Linked DNA regions of Pan troglodytes: region 1 is linked to region 2. A link is a contact called in public capture Hi-C data. All regions are on one chromosome and are shown on one strand. Each heading gives the region's core, a stretch centred on a gene start, on an enhancer-like site or on the middle of the called end of the contact. The rest is flanking DNA. Distances are from core to core; before and after follow the strand shown. Region 1 overlaps SLC35B1 (solute carrier family 35 member B1). Region 2 has its middle 18 kb from the start of NXPH3.

Region 1 (6,499 bases), core at 2,926-5,425, 140 kb before region 2:
TTTACAACAGTAATCTCATATGTAGTATTATCTCCATTTTACAGATGAAGAAACTAGGCACAGAGAAGTTAACTCGCTTGCCCATGGTCACTTGGCTATTTGAAGTGGTAGAGTCAGGATTCCAATCCAGGCAGCCTAAGCACAGGATCCGGTCTCTGGAGCACTATACTCCAAGCTAGGAAGCTAACCTGCTGGGACTACCTTTCCCCTCCCAGTATGTTGGGAAGTGAGCTTCCTGCTCTACTCTGATTACAAAATCACTACGTAGCTCAGTTAGCCTGTCAGTCCAGTGCGTGGGCCGGGGGGCGGGGGTGGGGGGTAGTGAGCATGGTCTCTCCCCACCTTCCACCTGTGACCAAATGGCAACGTTTTGTTCTGAGGACTTTAAAGGCATTGGCTTTCCGAGGAGCCTGAGAGTGAGAATCTTGTGTCCTGGGTTTGGAAAGGGCCCTGTTGGCCACTTCACTGCAGGCTGCACCCTTTCTTTCCCAGCTATTATCGCTGACCCTGGATGGACTGACTGGTGTTTCCCAGGACCACATGCGGGCTCATTACCAAACAGGCTCCAACCACATGATGCTGAACATCAACCTTTGGTCGACATTGCTGCTGGGAATGGGTGAGAGCCAGTTCTGCTGTTCTTCCCATGTATCACCAGAGGGCAGGCTGCCCTCATCCTTTTGATCCCTCTAGCTGTTAGTTGCCCAGACCAAGGGCCTGAATTAGTTCCAAGATGCCCTTTTGTTCAAGCCCTTGAGAAACCTTCCTGGAAAAACCTGCACCAGCAGGATTTGTTTGCTACTTGTTACTGGCACAATGAAGGAGAGTCGTGTGTCAGTTGTCATGGGAAAACACTCAGTAGTAAAACACAGGGAGGTACCTGGGAACTTTCCCTTTCATGAGGGAAATGAGACACACGTAGTGCTCACAGGAAACAAAGTTAGCTGTACACTGAAAACAGTTCAAATGTGAATGATTTGCTTTGAAATCAGTGCTTCCTAACTTTTCAAATTTGGGCACATGTAGAAAGTATTTTTTATACAGCACACTGGGGTTAATGGCGGAGGCTGCTGATGGCTGAAGGTGACTAATGCGAGGGGCTTCCTTGAGCTAAGGATGTGTGGATCAGCATCTCTACAGCATCTGAGGATTTCTGCTTGTAATCACTTTGGTAGAAGTAACTCATTAACTTTCAAGCCTTTCTCACAAAATTCTCTTTAGTTTCTCTAATCAGAGAAAAATATGAGAAGAATCAGTGATGAGACGATGCAAACCCACACCATACACTTTCCCGCGTCCCACCTCCCTTGCAGTTCTTTAACAGGCCATGTGCAGGAGTATGTGTGTGTGTGTGTGCACATTTTGTGTGCACAAAATGCGCCGTACATTTGTTGACATGTCTTCTCAGGAATCCTGTTCACTGGGGAGCTCTGGGAGTTCTTGAGCTTTGCTGAAAGGTACCCTGCCATCATCTATAACATCCTGCTCTTTGGGCTGACCAGTGCCCTGGGTCAGGTGAGTGCTTGAAAGGGGATGGCTTGGCTTCCCTACTCTGGCAGCTGGTTCCCTAAGAAAGACTGGCCTGGCTGGAAGAAGAGGGTGGCGAGATTAGCCCTGAGGTCTGTTTATAGACTTTAGACCAATGGCAGATACCCAGAAGCCCACCGGACCTCACCTTTATCTTTCTCTAGAGCTTCATCTTTATGACGGTTGTGTATTTTGGTCCCCTGACCTGCTCCATCATCACTACAACTCGAAAGTTCTTCACAATTTTGGCCTCTGTGATCCTCTTCGCCAATCCCATCAGCCCCATGCAGTGGGTGGGCACTGTGCTTGTGTTCCTGGGTAAGTGGCCACAGAGAGACACAGTGACAGCTGAATTTTTTCTCCTAAAATGTACTTGTATATTTATGAAATTTATTTAAATATTTTAGAGAAAACTTTTCTCTTTTTTTTTGAGACGGAGTTTCGCTCTTGTTGCCCAGGCTGGAGTGAGTGCAGTGGTACGATCTCAGCTCACCAATCGGGTGAGCCTCCTCCTTCTCCTGGATTCAAGCAATTCTCCTGCCTCAGCCTCCGGAGTAGCTGGGATTACAGGCATGCACCACCATGCCCGGATGATTTTGTATTTTTAGTAGAGATGGGGTTTCTCCGTGTTGGTCAGGCTGGTCTCGAACTCCCAACCTCAGGTGATTCCCCCCGCCTCAGCCTCCCAGAGTGCTGGGATTACAGGCATGAGCCACCGCGCTCAGCCCAGAGAAAACTTTTTTAAAAGAGAAAAGAGGCTGAGTGTGGTGGCTCACGCCTGTAATTCTAACACTTTGGGAGGCTGAGGCAGGAGTATCGCTTGAGTTTAGGAGTTCGAGACCAGCCTGGGCAACATGATGAGACCCTTGTCTCTGCAAAAAAATACAAAAATTAGCTGAGCATGGTGGCAGACGCCTCTGGTCCCAGCTACTCGGGGCTGAGGTGGGAGGATCGTTTGAGCCCAGGAGGTGGAGGCTGAGGTGAGCTGTGATCACACCACTGCACTCCCACCTGGGTGACAGAGTGAAAATCTGTATCAAAAGAAAATAAAAAGAGAAAAGGAAGCTTTATTTCTAATCCAGCCTTCCTAGGGTCTCCCTCTGTTGCTCAGGCTGGAGTGTAGTGGCACGATCATAGTCCACTGCAACCTTGTTCTCCTGGACTCAAGTGATCCTCCCACCACAGCCTCCCGAGTAGTTGCGATTATAGGCATGTACCACAATACCTGACTAATTTTTTTTTTTTTTTGTAGCGATGGGGTCTTGCTGTGTTGCCTAGGCTGGCCTTAAACTCCTGGGCTCAAATGATCCTCCTGCCTCAGTCTCCCAAAATGCTGGGATTGCAGGTGTGAGTCACCACATTCAGCCATAGCCTAGAAGTTTTGACTCTTAAATTTCTTTTAGTCTTGCTGTATTATATGTGTATCTATATCTATCTGTATCTCTATATAGATATATTTATATAGATACAGATATCTGTAATAACTAGTATCCTGGTGCCATTCTCTTGTCTCTGAGGAAGTTACATAAAACCAGTGTTCTGACATGTATTTTATTTAAAGCCCCCATTTTGGAGATACAAGGCCGACTACCCCACCGCACCACAATCATTAGTAAGTTTCATTTCCCCCCATAAGGCTAAGCCCATTTTCTTCCTTTTCATAGGTCTTGGTCTTGATGCCAAGTTTGGGAAAGGAGCTAAGAAGACATCCCACTAGGAAGAGAGAGACTACCTCCACATCAAGAATATTTAAGTTATTATCTCAAACAGTGACATCTCTTGGGAAAATTGACTTAATAGGAATATGGGACTGAGTTCCAGTCTTTTTTAATAAAATAAAATCAAGCAAAATCACATATTCTAAAAAATGCACTTGGATTTTAACAAGACAGAGTTGGTGGTTTTTGTTCTTCATGCCCTGGAGCAGTCTATGGTAAATAAAAGAGGGAGGGAAGAGGCAGAGCTGGATGTTTATTACCCAGGCTGCTCCTCTCACGGGTGTGGTTAGCATGGTTGAGTGGGCGATTCCTCCAAGAACCTGAGCATTATAGGGAGGAACTCTGTGAGATCGCAGAATTGTGCTAATGGCTTCTGTTCTGATGGGTGAGGCTTGTCCCGTTAGAGCTGGTCCCATTAGAGGACGGGTGGCTGTCCATTAGAGCCAGAGAATGTAAAAGTCACTTCCTCTCCTAAAGCTCCTGCGGGCAAATATTTCATTAAAAAAACAAAGTTATGTTCCGTCTTTTTCTTAGGCCTGGTGCAGTGGCTCACACCTGTAATCCCAGCACTCTGGGAGGCTAAGGCAGCAGGATCACTTGAGTTCAGGAGTTTGAGACCAGCCTAGACAACATAGTTAGACCTTGTCTCCACTAAAAATCAAAAACAGAAAAGAAATATTCATTGAGGCTGGGGTAAAATGAACCCAGAGTTTCAGAATCTACTGTTTTGCCATTTCCCCACTGCCTCCCCTTCAGCCACAGCTCTATCAAGACCAGAGTGGAGACCCAGTGCATACATCATGATCAGCTTTGGAAGGTCTGTGATGTACTTTTCCTGATATTCCCCCTCCATCTGTCTGTCTGTTCTCAGTCTACCTGGTCCCCTCCAGGGAGGCTGGGTTAATCCCTCCTATTCCCCTGCCTCCTCCAGCTGCTGAAGCATTGCAGTCCTCTGCCATCCTTTGCTGTGCCAAGGTGTCACCATGCCAGCTTCTGCCTGTTGAAAGGGATGCTGGCGGAAGTCATGGTGGCTGAGTCCTGGCACAGCCACTGTCGAGTTGTCTGAGTGGCAGCAGAGGGAAAAGGCGGAGTATGGAGCAGAGCCACCTGCCCACTGCTGCCTTTAGAGTTGGAAATCGCAATCCTCCAAGGACCAAACTTTACACATGAAAGTGCATTTCCACCAGCTGCAACTTTCTCTCCATCTGTTCAGCAGCCCCAGCCCCTTGGCTCTCCAGATGGGAGCCCGGCCTCCTTCCTGAACGGCTGCCTTGCCACCCCCCGCCCAGCCTTTCAAGCCCTGCCTCACTTGTGCTCATCTCACTCTCTGGGGGCCCAGGTGTCGCTGCAGCCCTGCCCCCAAAAGCCCCCTATCATTTTGAGCTGCTGGAGAGAGAAGATGCTTTAAGTACATCTGGCTGAACTTCCTTCCTTCCTTTCTCCACCCTCTTTCCCCTGTCTTTTTTTCCATCCTGAAAGTTGCATCAATTAGCTTCTTCCCTACTAGATTTATAGGTCTTCGAAACTGTCTTCTCCTGTGGATTGGTTAGGTGGTTAGAGCATGTTACTAGGGCCAGGGACCTGCAAGTGCAAGCAGTTGTCATCTGGGCCTGTTTTAAGAGAAATCTTCCCAGCTACCAGACCAATTCCCTCTACCTCTTCCTTCTACCATTTTCAACCGGTTGTCTCAAAAACGCCTAATACTAGTCATGAGCAAGGCAGGGTTTCAGCAGCTCAGCATGGCTCTCACCTGTTATTAGAGAAATGGCTTGTAGAGCAAGCCTGTCCTACCCAGGGTGGGCTAGGGGCCCAGTTCTAGTGTATTTGTTCAGTCCCCTGTCCATCCATCTTACATTTACTTCCTTTTGGGTGCCATGTATTGTGAACATGCTGGGAGTTCAAAGTTAAGTAGGACTAGAACTTACCCTCTAGGGACTTCACAGTCTAATAGGGAGACAGGAAAACACATTATTGCATCTCAGAAATGCAGGGATAACAACGAAGGAAGGTGTCTGGGCAAGGTGAGGCTTGAGCTGGAGAGTGTAGGAAGATGAAAGGAGGAGGAGGAGCTGGAGCTTGGGCTCCACTGCCAAGCAGGAAAAGGGGTGCCTGACTACCTTTCGCCCCTCGCTCCTGCCTAGGTCAGTTCCATAGGGAACATATAGAAGGAGAGCAGATTTTACAGGAGGCATTGTTTCGCTCAACTTGAAGATACCTGAAAAGGTTCTGTGAGCTGCCAGCTTGCTTGGGGTGTCAACTTACCTGCAGGATCACAGGGACTGGGAGAGTCAAAGTTGACTAAAGTCAGTAACACTGTTAACTTGTAATAGGGCTGATAAATGTGAAATACCAGACAAGTTCAAACAAAAGTGATGGTGATGGCTAACCCTGGGCGGCCTGATGCCTCAGGTTTCTACAGATCAAAGGACTTTCATCTGCAGTTAATTCTCAGCTATGTGTCGAAAGGAGGGAACCGGCACACAAATTTCCCGACACTGTTTTTCGTTTGGGGTGTATGGTGCTTACAGCTATTTTGGTCAAAGCATCTGAGCCATCTCCTTTACTGTTCATGCTCAGATGCACGATAAAATGATTTTTCATTCCCTGTTCACCTTTTCATCTGTGGCAAGGGGAGTAACCCCCTGCCCCCCACTGCCCCGCTGCAGTGTGATTTGGGGTACGATCATGGGGAAAGCTATTCTGGAGTTAAACATTAAAAGAAACTGAAGTCCCATATTGTTTTTAAAAAGACTTAAGGTGGCAGGAATTAAACATGAATGGTAGGGAATCTATCAAGTGAGGTATTTAGGAATGGATTATGTGTTTTCTCACAGCTTCGTACCACCCTTGTGAAAAGGGGACTCAGCAGACATCCACACTTTTTAGAGTTGGGAAAACCTAAATGACGGAGAGTTAGGTGACCTGTGGTGGGTCCCTAGGTATGTCCCTGAGACACAAACTAGAACTCCAGGCTCCCTGAATTCAAGTTGCGTTTTGGACCTGTGCCCTCTGAGGGAGGAAAGTGAAGCCCCCACTGGGAGACCCTTTGCCTCTGTCTGGCCCCGCTTATCAGTGGAACAGTTTGCAGGTTTTATGAGTAGTGCTGGTCATTTTCCCCGGATGCCCTGGCAGAGAAATTGTCCTGAGTCTCTGTGGAATCATTCAGCCCTTCCCACTAAAAACACACCAGCTGTCTTTGGGAACAGTAATCTCATATATTTATAGAGCGCCTTCTTTCCCAAAGCTCTTTAGTA
Region 2 (6,547 bases), core at 3,071-5,570:
TGTCACCGATCACAGATCATCATAACAGATATAATAATAGTGAGGCTGGGTGCGGTGTTCATGCCTGTAATCCCAGCACTTTGGGAGGCTGAGGTGGGTGAATCACTTGAGGTCAAGAGTTCGAGACCAGCCTGGCCAACATGATTAAATCCTGTCTCTACTAAAAATACAAAAACTAGCCAGGTGTGGAGGCATGCACCTGTAATCCCAGCTACTCGGGAGACTGAGGCAGGAGATTCGCTTGAACCCAGGAAGCAGAGGTTGCAGTGAGCCAAGATCATTCCATTGCACTCCAGCCTGAGTGACAGAGTGAAACTCTGTCTTAAAAACATAAATAAATAAATAAAATAATAATAATAATAGGGAAAAGTTTTAAATATTGCAAGAGTTACCAAAATGTGATACAGAGACACAAAGTGAGCACATGCTGTTGGAAAAATGGTGCCAATAGACTTGCTCAACGTGGGGTTGTCTCAAACCTTCAATTTGTAAAAAACACATTATTTGTGAAGCACAATTAAGTGAAACATAATAAAGCAAGGTGTGCTAGTCTATGCGAAAAGAGATTCAGCCTCAGTAGGAGTCAGGGCCCAGAGCCCAACACATAGTAGTTCTCAGTTCTTCTTACTTGTTTAGTGGAAATACCATTTAAAAAAACAATGAGGCCGGGTGCGATAGCTCATGCCTGTAATCCCAGCACTTTGGGAGGCCGAGGCAGGTGGATCACCTGAGGTCAGGAGTTCGAGACCAGCCTGGTTAACACAGTGAAACCCCTTCTCTACTAAAAATACAAAAATTAGCCCGGCATGGTGGCAGGCGCCTGTAATCTCAGCTACTCGGGAGGCTGAGGCAGGAGAATCCCTTGAGCCTGGGAGACGGAGGTTGTGGTGAACAGGGATCATGCTGCTGTATTCCAGCCTGGGTGAGAGAGTGAGACCCTGTCTCACACACACACAAAAAATAAATAAATAAAAATAAAAATAAAACAACAAGTTGTGCATTTTTAAAAATTAATAGACAATTTTTTAGAGTTGTTTTATACTTACGGAAAAAAGTTGAGCAGATGGTACAGAGAGTTCCCATCGGTACCTCCCAACTCTGTTTCCCCATTATCAACAACTTACCTTAGTATGATACATGTTACAATCAGTGAATCAATGTTTATATTTGCTTATTAACTCAAGTCCATAGTTTATTAAAATGCCTTAGTTTTTGCCTAGTGTCCTTTTTTCTGTTGCAGGATCCGTCATTGCCAAATGCCTCATGACTTCTAGTTATCATTTTCCCTGAGGCTTCTCTCAGCTGTGGCCATTTCTCAGACCTTCTTTGTTTCTGATGACCTTGACAGTTTGAGGAGTACTGGTCAAGGATATTGTAGGGTACTGCTCTGCTGGAGTTTGTCTGATGTTTTTCTCATAGTTGGGGCTGTCGGTTTTTGGGAGGAAGACCACAGAGGTAAAGTGCCATTTCACTCATCATATCAAGGAGCCAAAAAACTGTTGGTATTGACCTTGATCCCCTGGCTGGTGTCATCTTGGTCAGTGTCTCCACTGCAGAGTTAATCTCCATACAGTGCTATTTAGAAGGAAGTCCTGATGTGCACCCCATAGTGGGGAGTAATGTTCCCCCTCTTTTAAGGTGAGGTCGCGACATAATTTATTTGGAATCCTGCATGAGATATTTGTCTCTTCTCTCCCACTTATTAAGTGTTTTTTTGAGATGGAGTCTCGGTCTGTCACCCAGGCTAGAGTGCAGTGGCATGATCTCGGCTCACCGCAACCTCCGCCTCCCCGATTCAAGTGATTCTCCTGCCTCATCCTCCTGAGTAGCTGGGATTGCAGGAGTCTGCCACCACGCCCAGCTAATTTTTGTATTTTTGGTAGAGATGGGGTTTTGCCATGTTGACCAGACTGGCCTTGAATTCCTGACCTCAAGTGATCGATCCGCCCGCCTTGGCCTCCCAAAGTGCTGAGATTATAGGCGTGAGCCACCATGCCTGGCCCCCACTTACTAATTTATTCAATCATTTATACATATCAGTGTGGACTCATCGATATTTATTTTATACTTTAAGTGATTATCCAATATATTTTTGTTGCTCAAATTGTTGTGTGTGTGTGTGTGGGGGGGTGTTTTACCCTGTGGATTGGAAAAATCAAAAGATTGATGTATAGCCAGGGCTGTGGCAGCTGTGGGGCTGCCCAGAGGATGAATTGCTGCCCCTTTGGAGTGGAGGAGCGTGTTCTGACCTGGAAGTACCAGAGGAAAAGGGGCAGGAGCAGGGCAATCTGTGTCATCGGGCCCATTTTTACTTAAAAAGAAGGCCGGGCATGGTGGCTCACACCTGTAATCCCAGCGCTTTGGGAGGCTGAGGAAAGCTGATGGCTTGAGCCCAGAAGTTTGAGACCAGCCTGGGTAACATGGTGAAACCTTGTCTCTACGAATTTTTTTAAAAATTTGCTGTGTGTGGTGGTGTGTGCCTGCAGTCTCAGCTACTTAGGAGGCTGAGATGGGAGGAACACTTGATCCTAGGAGCTTGAGGCTGCAGTGAGCTGTGATCATGCCACTGCACTCCAGCCTGGCGTCAGAGTCAGACCCTGTCTCAAAATAAATAAATAAATAGAAGGAATGTCTATTTTATCTGTCAATTCCTATCTATAGCTATCGATTATCTATTGTTCAATCAATTATCAACCATTATTTATTATCTATTGATCAACATATCTCTTGATCTATCAATTATCTACTGATTTATCTATCCATTATCTACCTATCTGTCTATCTAATTTGTTTCCTGTCAGCTACACTGTCCCACTCTCAATCTGTTCTCCACCCAGTGGACACCTGAGGGGTCCTTGGGCAACGCACATCACATCAGGTCCCCTCCCTTCCCTCAGTGGCTTTCCGACGCCCTCAGAATAACGTTCAAGCTCCTTATGGTGGCCTACAGTGCCCTCTATTGGAGCTCCACTCAAATGTCCCTCCTCAGAGAGCCCTTCCCTGGCAATCCCACTTGTAGCAGGTGGAAAGTGGCATTTTACTCCTGCTCCAGGCCACCCGACTTCCGGTCCATCACCTATCATCCCACCATCCCTTCCCCCCAAGAATTCATCACCATTTGAAACATTCTCCTCCCCTCCACTAGAATCGAGGCCCCATCAAGGCAGTGGGCTCCATGGCTGCTGACTTGTTGGCTCTTGCAGCCAGGCTTAGCCCAGAGCCCAACACATAGTAGGTCTCAGTCCTTCTTACTTGTTTAACGAAGGTCCTGAGAGAACCCAAGGCAGAACAACGCTCCTTCAGCCACATTAGTGACCGGCGAAGGGGGACTGGAGAGGGAGAGAGGAGATTATCAACTTTTTCTTTAGATACCTCTGGTTTGTTTAAGCTGTTACAAAGAACATGTAGTACTATGGTTTGTAATTAAAAAGAAAATCCAAGAAAGTTAATCAAAAAGGAAAAGACATAAAGTTTTCACTTCCTGGGGACAAAAGAAGAAAGCAGCAGAGGCTTTAAGTGGGAAATGGTTGGTGTATAGGTGAGCACAGAGAGTCTCCTGAGGCTGCGGATGGAGTGGGGCAAAGGGGGCTGGAGGGTGTGTGGCAGCAGAGGGTGCTGGGGAGATGGGGAGGCTCTAGAATTGTTACGGATTGAGGGGCCTGCAGTCTGGGTGGAAGGTGGGGGCAGGGGTGGGAGCTGTCTAGAAGCTGTGCTTTTGCAGTCGGCTGGATGTGGGTTTGAGGTGACTCGTGGGGGTGACTAGGGAGTCCTGGGGCATCCCATGCTTCCACCACTGGAACCTGGACAGCCCCCACAGTCCAGTCCCTGGCCCAGCACCCGGATGCACCGGGCCTCTCTCCTCTCTTGGCTTCAAGTTTCCCAGCAAAAGAATAGGGCTTGGCACAGGAGTCTCCAAGGTTCTCCCAGCTGGGATGGCCACCTCCGTGGCCGCTGACTCCGGGCGGAACGCTGGAGCACCTGCCTGTCTTGTAGGCAGCTCCAGTCCCCGTTTCCATCAGAGGCCCTGAACAGGCGGCCTCCGCCTCTGGCCAACAGAGGGCGTTGTGGCACCGCCGCACCTCGCGCATGGCAGAGCGGGTGCCTGTAGCCCAGGCCCTGGGTGGGCCCCAGGCATCCGGTACCTCCTCGTCCACGTGTCCTTCTCCGTGCAGCCCTATTCACTCCAGAGTGTCCACAGGACTCGAGTGTCCGGTTCTCAGGGCCCCAGCCGGTGAGGTCATGCTGGATCTGGACCTGCCCAGGAGGTCATTCCTTCCATGCCCCTGCCTCCGGGCAAATTTCACAGCCGGGTGTGTCTCTGGGCAGGAGAGGGAGCTCTCCTTGCGCCACGCAGTCGTTACCCCTGGTGTCAGGTCTTGGTGTCCAGCTCGAATCTCTCTCACTGTAGCTAAAAGCGACATGGCTGCTTCCAGAGCTGAGGGGGAGCTGGTGTTGAAGAAGCCAGGAGAGGGGTGTTAGCCACTTTCCCAGGCGTCTTAGTGGTTCCCTGCCCAAACCAATAAATCCCAGTAAATCCCGCCGTCCTCTAACCCCAGCACTGCCCTCCTCCCTCTCTTCTTGGGAGTGGAGAATAGCTGGGATGGGAGCCCTGGGTCTCAGAGGGCAGGTGGGAGAAGCTGAATTGGGAGGCTTCTACCAGATTCTCCCCAAGAAACCTGGCAGTGGGAAGGGGGCTGAGAGGGTGGCTGGCTTCCTGGTGCATGCCCAGGGCAGGGGACCCCAAGGCTAGAATATCCCTGGACAGCCCTTTCCTGTGCACGGCAACCTCCATCACGGGCTCTTCTAGGCCTCACCCTCCCCACACCCCTAATCCCCACATCCCCGCTCCTCCCCATAATTCTCCCCACGCCCAGAGCTGGCCGGGCCCCAGCGGGGACATCCAAAGGCAGCATCAGCCCCAAGCTGCAGGCCTCTCACGCCCGTGTCTTGCTTCATTTCAAGAAAGCCCCTCCTTTCCTGTTTCATGCCCCATTGGCTCTGCTGTCCCAGGCTGGCAGGCTCCCGGGAGTGTGCTTGGTCCCAAGAACAGAGGAAGCTCTACCACCTCTCAGATGCCTAGTTTGTCCCTACTGGGATTTGGGCCATCTGAGACACCCTCCCTGAAGCGGACTGGGCACACAGGTGGAACCAGGCCCACAGCAGAACATCCAGGGACTCCCACCACCTGATAGCCAAGCCCCCAGCAGGGTCAGGGAAAGGGAGCTCCCACTGACTCAGGGGGCCAGGCAGGCCCAGGCTTGCTGTGTGACTTGGAGGAACCACTCTGGCCTGGCTGTGGCCCAGATGTCACCCAGGAAACCCATGTGCCCCTGCCTCTTTTGCCCTACGCAGTCCCCATAGCCGTCCTCACAGGACTGAGGGCCCCCATTAGGCTGTTGGCCCGAGGTCTGTAGTGGGAAGGTGGAGGGGAGTAGGGCGCCCCGGACGTGCATTCCAGGGCAGGCTTCCCAGGAGTCATGTGGTGCTCACTCTCCTGCGGCGTGTGGAGTGGAAAGGTCTCCCCAGCCAGGCGCTCCGGGCCGGGATGCTGAGTGGAAGTGTTGGGAGGGGCTGAACGACCAGCACCCTGGGCCCTTGTGGAAAAAGACCTTGGCCCCAGATCCTCCTGTCTCCCCTTCCCCTTGTGGCCTCCTGTTCCTGGGTACAGATGAACCTGTTTGCCATGGAGATGGGGCCACGGGGCAGCTCCTTCTCAGGTGTCCACACCGTCATCAGTTGCTGGTCCACCTGGAGCACAGGCTGCATGCCGTGGAGACACAGCGGGGGCATAGACACACACAGACAGGCCACACCACCAAGTCCCGGGCTGGACATGTGATCAGTTTGCCCAGAACCATCATATCCTGATCCATGATGACAACATGAGGACATCTTGGTTAGGCCTCTGCCAGATCCAGGTTCAAATCTGGGTTCTGAACCTTGCTTACCTTAGCAACAAGGGCCCTAAGCATTCCGAACCTTGCTTTCCTCACCTGTGAAGTGGGATAACCGTATCTCCAACAACACAAGGTTGATGTCAGGATTAAATGATAGTGTATGTAACAGTAATTATAGCAACAAACCCTGAGGGAGTGCCAGGGAGCTCTTTTAAGCACATCCTGTGAATGAACTCTAATCCTCATCATAAGTCTAAGGTCTGGCCTCTTATCCTCATTTTTCAGATAAAAGAGACATAGCCCTTGCCCTCAAGGAATTTCCAGTCCAGCAGGGAGATAGAGAAGTGAGCAAAAATCCTTTGAGCCAAATTCGTCTTTACTGTTCGGTGTAATGAGAATTCAGGTCACAAAGGTTCACATTTTAATTGGGTCCTCATAATCCCCCACCGTGAGCCCATGGTACAGGCAGGGAAACGGGCCCCGAGAGATTGCAACACTTGCCTAAAGGTGCAAAGCAGAGAAGGGGGAAGCAGCACTGTGTGACTTCCGTGCCTGGGCCCTTCCACAGCAATAAACACAAAATACCATTGAAACCAAGATGCTTGCCATGTAATTGCAGTTTCCAGAACAGTCCCCTGGCTCCTTCTTAC

What was found. Capture Hi-C pulls out chosen DNA fragments and counts their contacts.
Region 1: a capture Hi-C map of stem cell-derived neural stem cells shows a contact between it and region 2, with 2.8 times the contacts expected there. The contact joins two enhancer-like sites. A contact is called at or near these places in 5 of 7 Hi-C or Micro-C datasets (blood, induced pluripotent stem cells, a lymphoblastoid cell line and 1 more), 1 of 1 datasets of contacts at active chromatin or transcription factors (stem cell-derived excitatory neurons) and 1 of 1 other capture datasets (stem cell-derived neural stem cells).

What each region holds. Positions count from the first base shown.
Region 1 is chr19:62,836,182-62,842,680 of NHGRI_mPanTro3-v2.0_pri, reverse strand. It overlaps SLC35B1 (solute carrier family 35 member B1), which reads left to right. Exons shown (of 9, transcript XM_001156965.7): 6 at 493-619; 7 at 1,409-1,515; 8 at 1,692-1,845; 9 at 3,192-3,381. The coding sequence ends at 3,244. Among named protein-coding and RNA genes, the nearest start is that of SLC35B1, 6.6 kb to the left of the region's middle. Within about 2 kb of position 4,175, at least 3 of the 24 cell types and tissues checked have an H3K27ac peak or open chromatin away from gene starts, as enhancers often do. A contact at or near this core is called in stem cell-derived neural stem cells, where this site is marked.
Region 2 is chr19:62,692,469-62,699,015 of NHGRI_mPanTro3-v2.0_pri, reverse strand. No RefSeq gene overlaps it. Among named protein-coding and RNA genes, the nearest start is that of NXPH3, 18 kb to the left of the region's middle. Within about 2 kb of position 4,320, at least 2 of the 24 cell types and tissues checked have an H3K27ac peak or open chromatin away from gene starts, as enhancers often do. A contact at or near this core is called in stem cell-derived neural stem cells, where this site is marked.